Linked DNA regions of Sus scrofa: region 1 is linked to region 2. The links are chromatin contacts, called in public targeted proximity ligation maps. All regions are on one chromosome and are shown on one strand. The core of a region is the stretch at or near the end of the contact, and the rest is flanking DNA. Distances in the headings are between cores, read along the strand shown. Region 1 overlaps ARFGAP3 (ADP-ribosylation factor GTPase-activating protein 3). Region 2 overlaps TTLL1 (probable tubulin polyglutamylase TTLL1).

What was found.
Region 1: a contact with region 2 is called in a targeted proximity ligation map of alveolar macrophages. A contact is called at or near these places in 1 of 5 promoter capture datasets (fetal skeletal muscle) and 1 of 2 datasets of targeted methods (alveolar macrophages).

Annotation. Positions count from the first base shown.
Region 1 is chr5:5,999,898-6,003,484 of Sscrofa11.1, reverse strand. All of the region lies in intron 2 of ARFGAP3 (ADP-ribosylation factor GTPase-activating protein 3), which reads right to left. Among named protein-coding and RNA genes, the nearest start is that of ARFGAP3, 7.6 kb to the right of the region's middle.
Region 2 is chr5:5,825,988-5,829,943 of Sscrofa11.1, reverse strand. It overlaps TTLL1 (probable tubulin polyglutamylase TTLL1), which reads right to left. Exons shown (of 13, transcript XM_003481524.3): 13 at 2,322-2,600. The coding sequence ends at 2,471. Among named protein-coding and RNA genes, the nearest start is that of PACSIN2, 25 kb to the left of the region's middle.

The DNA.
Region 1 (3,587 bases), core at 860-3,359, 170 kb before region 2:
TTGGCTCTTGAGTTGAGAAAACTGAATACTGTAATGGAGCTTTTTTAAGCAAATGTTCCTTTAATTGCTTTTGTTATATTCTTAATTATGAAAACATTTTATTTCTATTTGAAAAAACAAAAAACCAAAATGTTTCCTATTAACAATTAGGTAAATGAAAAAACAGGTTTCCCACAACCTTGATAAACCTTATATATGTCAAGACATAATCTCTTTAAAAATTGCATAAATTAGCTTCACTAACGGCTGCCATACTCTGTATTTTTTTCTAAACAGAGCACTTAAAGTGTTCGGAAAGTTTTGAAATTAGAATGAATCTCACAAATAAGCATGACAAAGTCATCATGTAATAAAAAATTTTGAATGGAGTCAATTACACCATAATTAATCTAGACTCTTACAGACACGCCCAGGAGCAGCTTCCGGGCAGCCGTGTGTTTATAACTGGCTTAACTGCTTGCTATGAGGTCATGAGAGGTGTTATCTTCCCAAGCTTACATCATAAAATGTTCTCCCCTTGCATCCACTGAGCAGGTACCCAGATACCTCAGATCTGATCATGGTCAGCCTGCTGGGGGCTCACCACGCACCAGGCTCCCTGTGAGGTCATTTGCTCACTCCTCCCAAAGCCCTGTGATGGGGAGAAGCCTTCTCATCTCCACTTTCAGGGCAAGGAACCTGAGACACAGGGAGGTGAGGAGCACACCCAGAGCTGGGCAGGCACGGCGTCGGATCAGGCCCCCAGCAGCATCCTTGCTCCTAAGGCCCACCCAGCACTGCCTCCTGAATCTCTGGGGCACCCGCTGTGCCCCCCCACCAGCCCCCCTTCCTGTATACACCCCTAAAGGCCTCAGGAGTAAAGTTTAAGCTCGCAGCCTGGCAGTCAGTCAAGCTGCTGCCAAGGACCCCCTGACCTCACCCTTTGAATCTTAGTTCTCCTGATTTTCCTTTGCTACTAAATATTTCTTTTTCCCGCTTCCCTACCTCTCCTTTTTTATTGCGCCTGCAGCATGTAGACATTCCCAGGCCTGGGCTCGAACCCTCAGCACATCAATGATGCTGAATCGTTCACACTAGGCCACAAGGAACTCCTTCTCTACTTTTCTTTCCTTTTATCTTTTCTTTTTTTTTTTTTTTTTGGCTGTGCCTGCAGCCCCAGGGAGTTCCTGGGCCCGGGATTGAACCCATGCCACAGCAGCAACCCAAGATGCTGCAGTGACCATTCTGGATCCATAACCCACTGTGCCACCAGAGAACTCTGGCACGACCTGCTCTTAAAGCCTGAGAGCTGACTTCCTTTTTGCCCTGTCCTGTCCCCGTTATCAAAACCTCACCAGACCGTCTAAGTTCACTGCACGTGTTACCTCCTCCTTTAAACTTGCCCAATTTTTCTAACCACAAGTAGACACAGTGCTGAGTTTCCTGATGGCTCAGGGGTTAAGGATCCGGTACTGCCAATGTTACGGGCTCAGGCTTGATCCCTGGCCTGGGAATCTGAAAGCATGGTCCCCCCCCACGCCCAGAAAGAAGTAGATGCAAAGCTCTGAGTCCATCTCTAGCTTCTTGTTTAGGTTGTATTTACGCCTGTCCCTACCCCCAGCCCAACAACAGCAATGCAAGGACCAGACTCCCTGCGCCTGTCACAGCTCATGAAATACTTAGCAGTGAACTTGAGAGGAAACCCAGCCAGAGGGAGAAGAGCCAGAGGGACAGGAGCCACAGTCAGCTCCCAATGCAGCTTGCCGTTTCCACGGACGCCTCAGCTGCCTCTCCCTTTTCCCTTCCCAAAGCCACAGTTGATAAATGTTTTCCTTTGTAAAACTGTGGACTTGAAATTCTACTTAACAAACAAACAAACAGTGCCTTTTCAATCAACACTCCACCCATGCCAAACTGTTAATGTCTCCACGTCTGGGAAATGGGACTGCGTGTGTGTGTGAGCACCCAGCAAGCGAGCGGCTGGCGGGCAGCGGGAGACGGAGAGGATGGGACGGGGTCTAGAGCAGGGACTCGCATTTCCTCCTTGTTTTTAGTCTGTGCCTGCTCGCAACATGCCTAAGCTTCCTGGCCAGGGACTGAACTCGCGCCGCAGCAGTGACCCAATGGATCTTCAACCACAAGGCCACCAGGGAACTCCCTTTCACTTCCCTACTTTGTATACTCTGGGACTGTTAGGATTTTTTCCCCCGAGGAGCTAATACTCATAATTTTTTTTAATCAATAAAAAATGTTTAAAGAGTAGCCCTCCACCTCTAAAAAAAAAGGAAAAATTCTTAGCACCCTTATCATCCTTGGCTTTATCTTGCTCTCGGGCTATATGAGAGTGATTTTTTTTTTTCTCAAATAGTTGTTTCTGAATCATTTATAAGCATCGTGATTCATACAGTTATATTTATCTAACTTTCAAGAGGGTAGTGATTAAAGCTGCAACAGCCCAATCAGACCCTGCTGTCTGACCTCGCCAGGCTCTGGGTCAGCCCTGCCCTTGGCTGGGGAACACCCGGTTTCCTGGAACGGTTTACACTGGTAGCGTGTGGGGCAGGTTCGGATGGGCGGGGCTTAGCGGAGGGAGCGAGTGCAGGAAGAGGGACAGGGCGGTGACAAGCTGTCACACACGGGGCCCAGGTGTCCGTCGCGGGCTCTGGGCGCGGGGCGACCCCAAGTCTCTGCCGGTAGCATGAAGAACACACCTGTCCTGGCAACCAAATCCCTGCACATTTTACAAAAGCGAGGAGGACGCGAGAGCGTAGGATGAATGTCTGAGACCAGCGTCTAAGAGAAAAGAAAAGACGACGGGACACTCGCGGACACTCTGAAACTAGGCAGAATGAACGCACGCGAGCGCGCCTTTCTCTAAACAATAACCTATGGAGCTACATGGCTTTAATATTTAGTCCCTTGTGTCTTTATAAATTGATTTCTGAAAAAAGAACCCAGGGACGTACATACAGTTTTTGTAGGCTAATACATTAAAAAGAAAATTATGTTATTAGTATCTAGTTTTTGTGCCAGCATACCGGAATATCTTTTTACCAATGATAACAGGTGTTCCCTGCGGGAGCAAAAGCTCTGCATGGTAATCACGCTATCGTGTCAATATTCCTCAGGTCATAATAGAAAATGAAATTGCTTGCTGGCATTTCAAACAGCCTGCCTGCCTCGCTGGTTCCTTCCCCAGGGGAGGAGGTGACCTGACGGGGGAGGCCGGCTGGGCAGAGCTGGGCACGGCCGCCCAGGGGGGCCCTGCACAGGCCACGGCTGCCAGAGTGCAGGCCTTGCTCTCGGCCTCCAAGCCCTGAGCCTGGCCGGGATCCTCTTCGTATTTCAATGCGCCTTGCTCCACACCAGGGCGCATCTAGCCTCCTACTGGCCCCTAAGGCTGTGTCTGGAGCCTGATGCCCACGAGATGCCCACAAAGGTCCCACAGAGGCTACGACCAAAGGGGTCAGAGTAGAGACAGGCCCCACGCAGCCCAAGTCCTCCGATTAAGAAAAAGAGACTTGCAGGAGTTCCCGTTGTGACTCAATGGGTATCCATGAGGATGCAGGTTCGATCCCTGGTCTTGCTCAGTGGGTTAAGGATCTGGC
Region 2 (3,956 bases), core at 439-2,938:
GGGCTGGGGGCCTGGGCCGAGGGATGGACGGTCTGTTTCCAGCCTGGGAGTTTCCCGTCGCCTGCTTCGGACACCGCATACTTCCCACCCGTGTGTGTTCTGGAACCAGTGGGAGGAAACATCTGCCCAGAACAGGACATCGCTAATGTAACCGTCAATATTTGACATAAATCTCTTTAGCAGACTTTTGCTCTCACCTAGCAACCTGGCCAACGGCAAGCTAACGTCTCCCCTCCGGCCTGATTCAACTGCCCCGGGGCTCAGCCTGAGGTCACTTCCCAGCCAGGGACTCCACCCTTTCCCAGACACATCCGAGACGCAACAATAAAGCAACAGAACAGAGAGCCTGGGTTGTAAGCAGTGGTGGGTGGGACAGCCATGTGTGGAGGCCACCGGGGCTGCGTGGATTCTGCCACCTGCCTGGGGAGGAAGACGCAGTGGGGCTGGAGCAAAGCGAGGCAGGGTGGGCAGTGGCACTTGTGACTTCCGAGGCAAAGAGAATTAATCCTCTTTTTAAATACCAGGAAGCAAAGGTCCAAAGAGCCACCATCAGCCTTGGGACCAACCAAGAAACGGCAGAGCCAGGCCTTAAGCCCAGGTCTGACTCCCAGGCTGGCGGTCAACACCTGCCATCAGCACCCGGCCTCAATATCAAGGTCGCATTACCCAGGGCCTTGGATGGCCACCCCACATTGCTCTGTAAGTCACGGGCACCCTGTAAACACACCCCATCCAGAGCTCGTCCTGCTGGTGGCTGCCAACAGCGCTTACCTCTGCGTCTGCGGTAAACCCAGAGGCTGATGTCACTGAGGCCATGTGGCGGGAATGGTCTGGGCTCGCCCGACGGCAGACTCACCTACAAAACCCACCCTTCTCTGAGCACCGACACAAAGGCCCTTGGACCGATAAACACCGAGGATTATTTCTAGTTGCCTGTTTTCCTCCCAATCACAGTCAAGCAAGAAGGAATGAAACCAGAGTAGCTGTCCGATTAAATATTTTGCTTCTCGCAGCCGCGTGATTCTGTAAGATCGTCAGGTTTTGGTTTTCAGTTGATACAAAGTTTTAAAAACATGACTACACAACATGCCGAAGCTGTTATTTTCTGTCAAAAGAGCTCATTTTATACATCTGCGATTCAGTTCTTTCGGCTCTATGAAATAGATTGTGATACTATTTATAATGATTTATAATCAGAAAATTATATGTGATTTATAATCAGAAGTATAGATTTGGTCTCTGTCCCCTTCCCTGGCACACAACTCCTACAACCTTTGTGATTTCCTCGTTTTTTTTTTTTGCTTTTCAGGGCCGCATCCAAAGCACATGGAAGTTCCCAGGCTAGGGGTCGATTCAGAGCTACAGCTGCCTACACCACAGCCACAGCCACACCTGATCCGAGCCTTGTCTTCGACCTACACCACAGCTCACGACAACACTGGGCGAGGCCAGGGATCAAACCTGCAACCTCATGGCTCCTAGCCAGATTCATTTCCGCTGAGCCATGAGGGGAACTCCGTGATTTCCTTTCTAAGAGCTACGCGACATCTGTCTGTTTAGTTTTGCTCCCAGTTCCTCAGTGAAATGGGTGCCTTCTATTTTTCCTAACGAGCCCCTCTCAAGCCTGTCAGAGTCTGCGCTACTGACGGGTGGCTGGGGCTCCTCCGTAGATAACCTTGCTTGGGAGCTGGCTGCCATGGCAACCAACCACGTGCTCAGAGGGTTGGAACTGTCCCCAGGAAGGAAGGGGGGCTGGAGGTTGAGCCGATCCAAATGCCCGAGCATTAGTCCATCACGTCTATTCATAAATACCCATGGGCTATGGAGTGCAAAGAGCTTCCAGGCTGCTGAAGGCCTGGAAGGGCTGGGAGGGTGGTGCCCCCAAAGCTCACCTCACCCTGAGCACCTCTTCCATCTGGCTCTTCCTGAGTCGCGTTTGTTAGCCCACCGGTAATCTAGCAAGTACACTGTTTTCCTGATTCCGTGAGCCACGCTAGCCAATTAATTGAACCCCAGGATGGGGTCGTGGGAACCCCTGATTTATAGCCAGTTGGTTGGAAGCCCAGTTAACAGCCTGGACCTGTGACTGGCACCCGACGTGATGAGAGCGGGAGGCAGTCCTGCGGGGCTGAGCCCTCCCCTGTGGCATCTGACACCATCTCCAGGCAGACAGTGTCCGAGTTGAGTTAAACTGTGGGACACCCAGAGCCAGCGGAAGAACCGCAGAATTGCCTGGTGTGGCAAAAATCCCGACACGTCTGGTGTCGGAAGTACCGTGTGTGTGAGAGAAAAGGAGAAACGGCGTTTTCCCATCAGACTCCTTGACCTTCCAAAGAAGTGCCTTTATTTATTTACAGGGTTTAGGAAAGGAAAAAAGCTCTAGAAAAAGGGAATTCCAAAATAGGTCTTGGACGGGGGGGTGCAGTGACAAGTTCTGCCCGGGTGGGTCCAGGCTGGGGTCTCGCTGCGGTCACTTCCAGGTTGTGAGGGTGGCTCTCCCCGAGTCTCTCGATCGGCCCCCTCTGGGCCCCAGGGACGGGCCCGGCCGACTTCTCAGCTCCCGGTCAGCCCCGTCCCCTTGTGCCAGCTCCTCGTCGTACCTGGAAGCAGTTCCGGGATTCAGCAGCGGCGGCGGGGCTGAGGCTGCGGTGTGGCAAAGCCCACCTCACCCAGAAAGCAGCCTGGCCCGGTGCCCCACACCTCCAGCCCGCCTGCTCACCAGGTGGCCCTGGCGGCCCCCCAGCCACCACCCCAGGCCACGGAGCAGCTGAGAGCCACCTTGTTAAGCCGCTGTTGTGGACGGTCCCGCCCCTGCAGCTGACATTTGAGACAGGCCACCAGACTGAATCCAGCAATGACCGCCAAGGAAAAGAAGAGGACACCAGCGCAGTGAGGGGAAGTGCTGTCTGGAAACACATTCCCCGCAGCAGCTCACGCGGCATCTGCGGGCAGGGATGACGAACGCCATTCCAGACCGGGGATGGGTGTGAGTGACCCGCCCGCCCAGGCAGGGAGGCCAGGACCCAGAGGCTCAGGAGCTCACTCCTGGGACAGGCCAGCACCGCCACCACCAGCTGTGACCTGCCCTGCCCACTGCTGCCCCCCACGAACGTCCCTGCATCAGAAAGAACTGGTCTAGAACCTCAGCGCCCCTGACCACTAGGGCACCTGGGTGATTCCTGGCCTTTCTGGCTGGGGTGGGGCCCCGCTCTCAGGAGCCGCGTGCGAGTGGTGAAATCCACAGCCCCTCGCACCTCGCAGGCTCCAGCGGAGGGGTCTCCTACGGCCCGTGGCTTCCTATGACCCTCTGAACAGACCGGCAGGCATTAGGATGAGGGGCTCAGAGAGGTTTACCCAGTGTGTTAAGGTCACACAGCTGGTACATGGCAGAGGTAGAATTAAATAAAACCCAGGACTCCGGATTCCAATCCCTGAACTTTCTACCCTGCAGCCCAGAGCGTGAAGCTTCTGTCCCCTGGGAAAGTGCATGCTGGGGGTCACTGCTGACCACGCCTGACCGAGGCCCCTCTGACATTCACCTCAAACGCAAAAAGCACAAAGACACTCGGTTACGCTGCACTAGCTCCCTTCTGCAGACTTCTGGAAAAGGGTGTGTTTCCATCACAAGCTTATTCCAGAATCACAATCTGTGGTTGAGCGTGCTGTGGGGCAGAGGCTTCTGAGGTTAAAGGGCGAGTCTTCTGCGCATTTGTGCTTCTGGCAGCAAATGGGGCTGAGAGGGATGGGTAGGGAGGGGGAAGGCCAGTGGGCTGAGTGTCATCCACGCGGCAGACGAGACAGGGTTTCCTCTGCTGGAGGGGACATCAGGTCCCAGCATGTCAGCCCAAGGAGAGAGGATGCTGGCCAGAGGGCCCTCCAGGGACAGTGGCAGTTCTGCCCGTGGAGGGGAGACCCCTCTGCTGCACTCCGGGGACTCCTCGTTCTTTTTAGGGCCG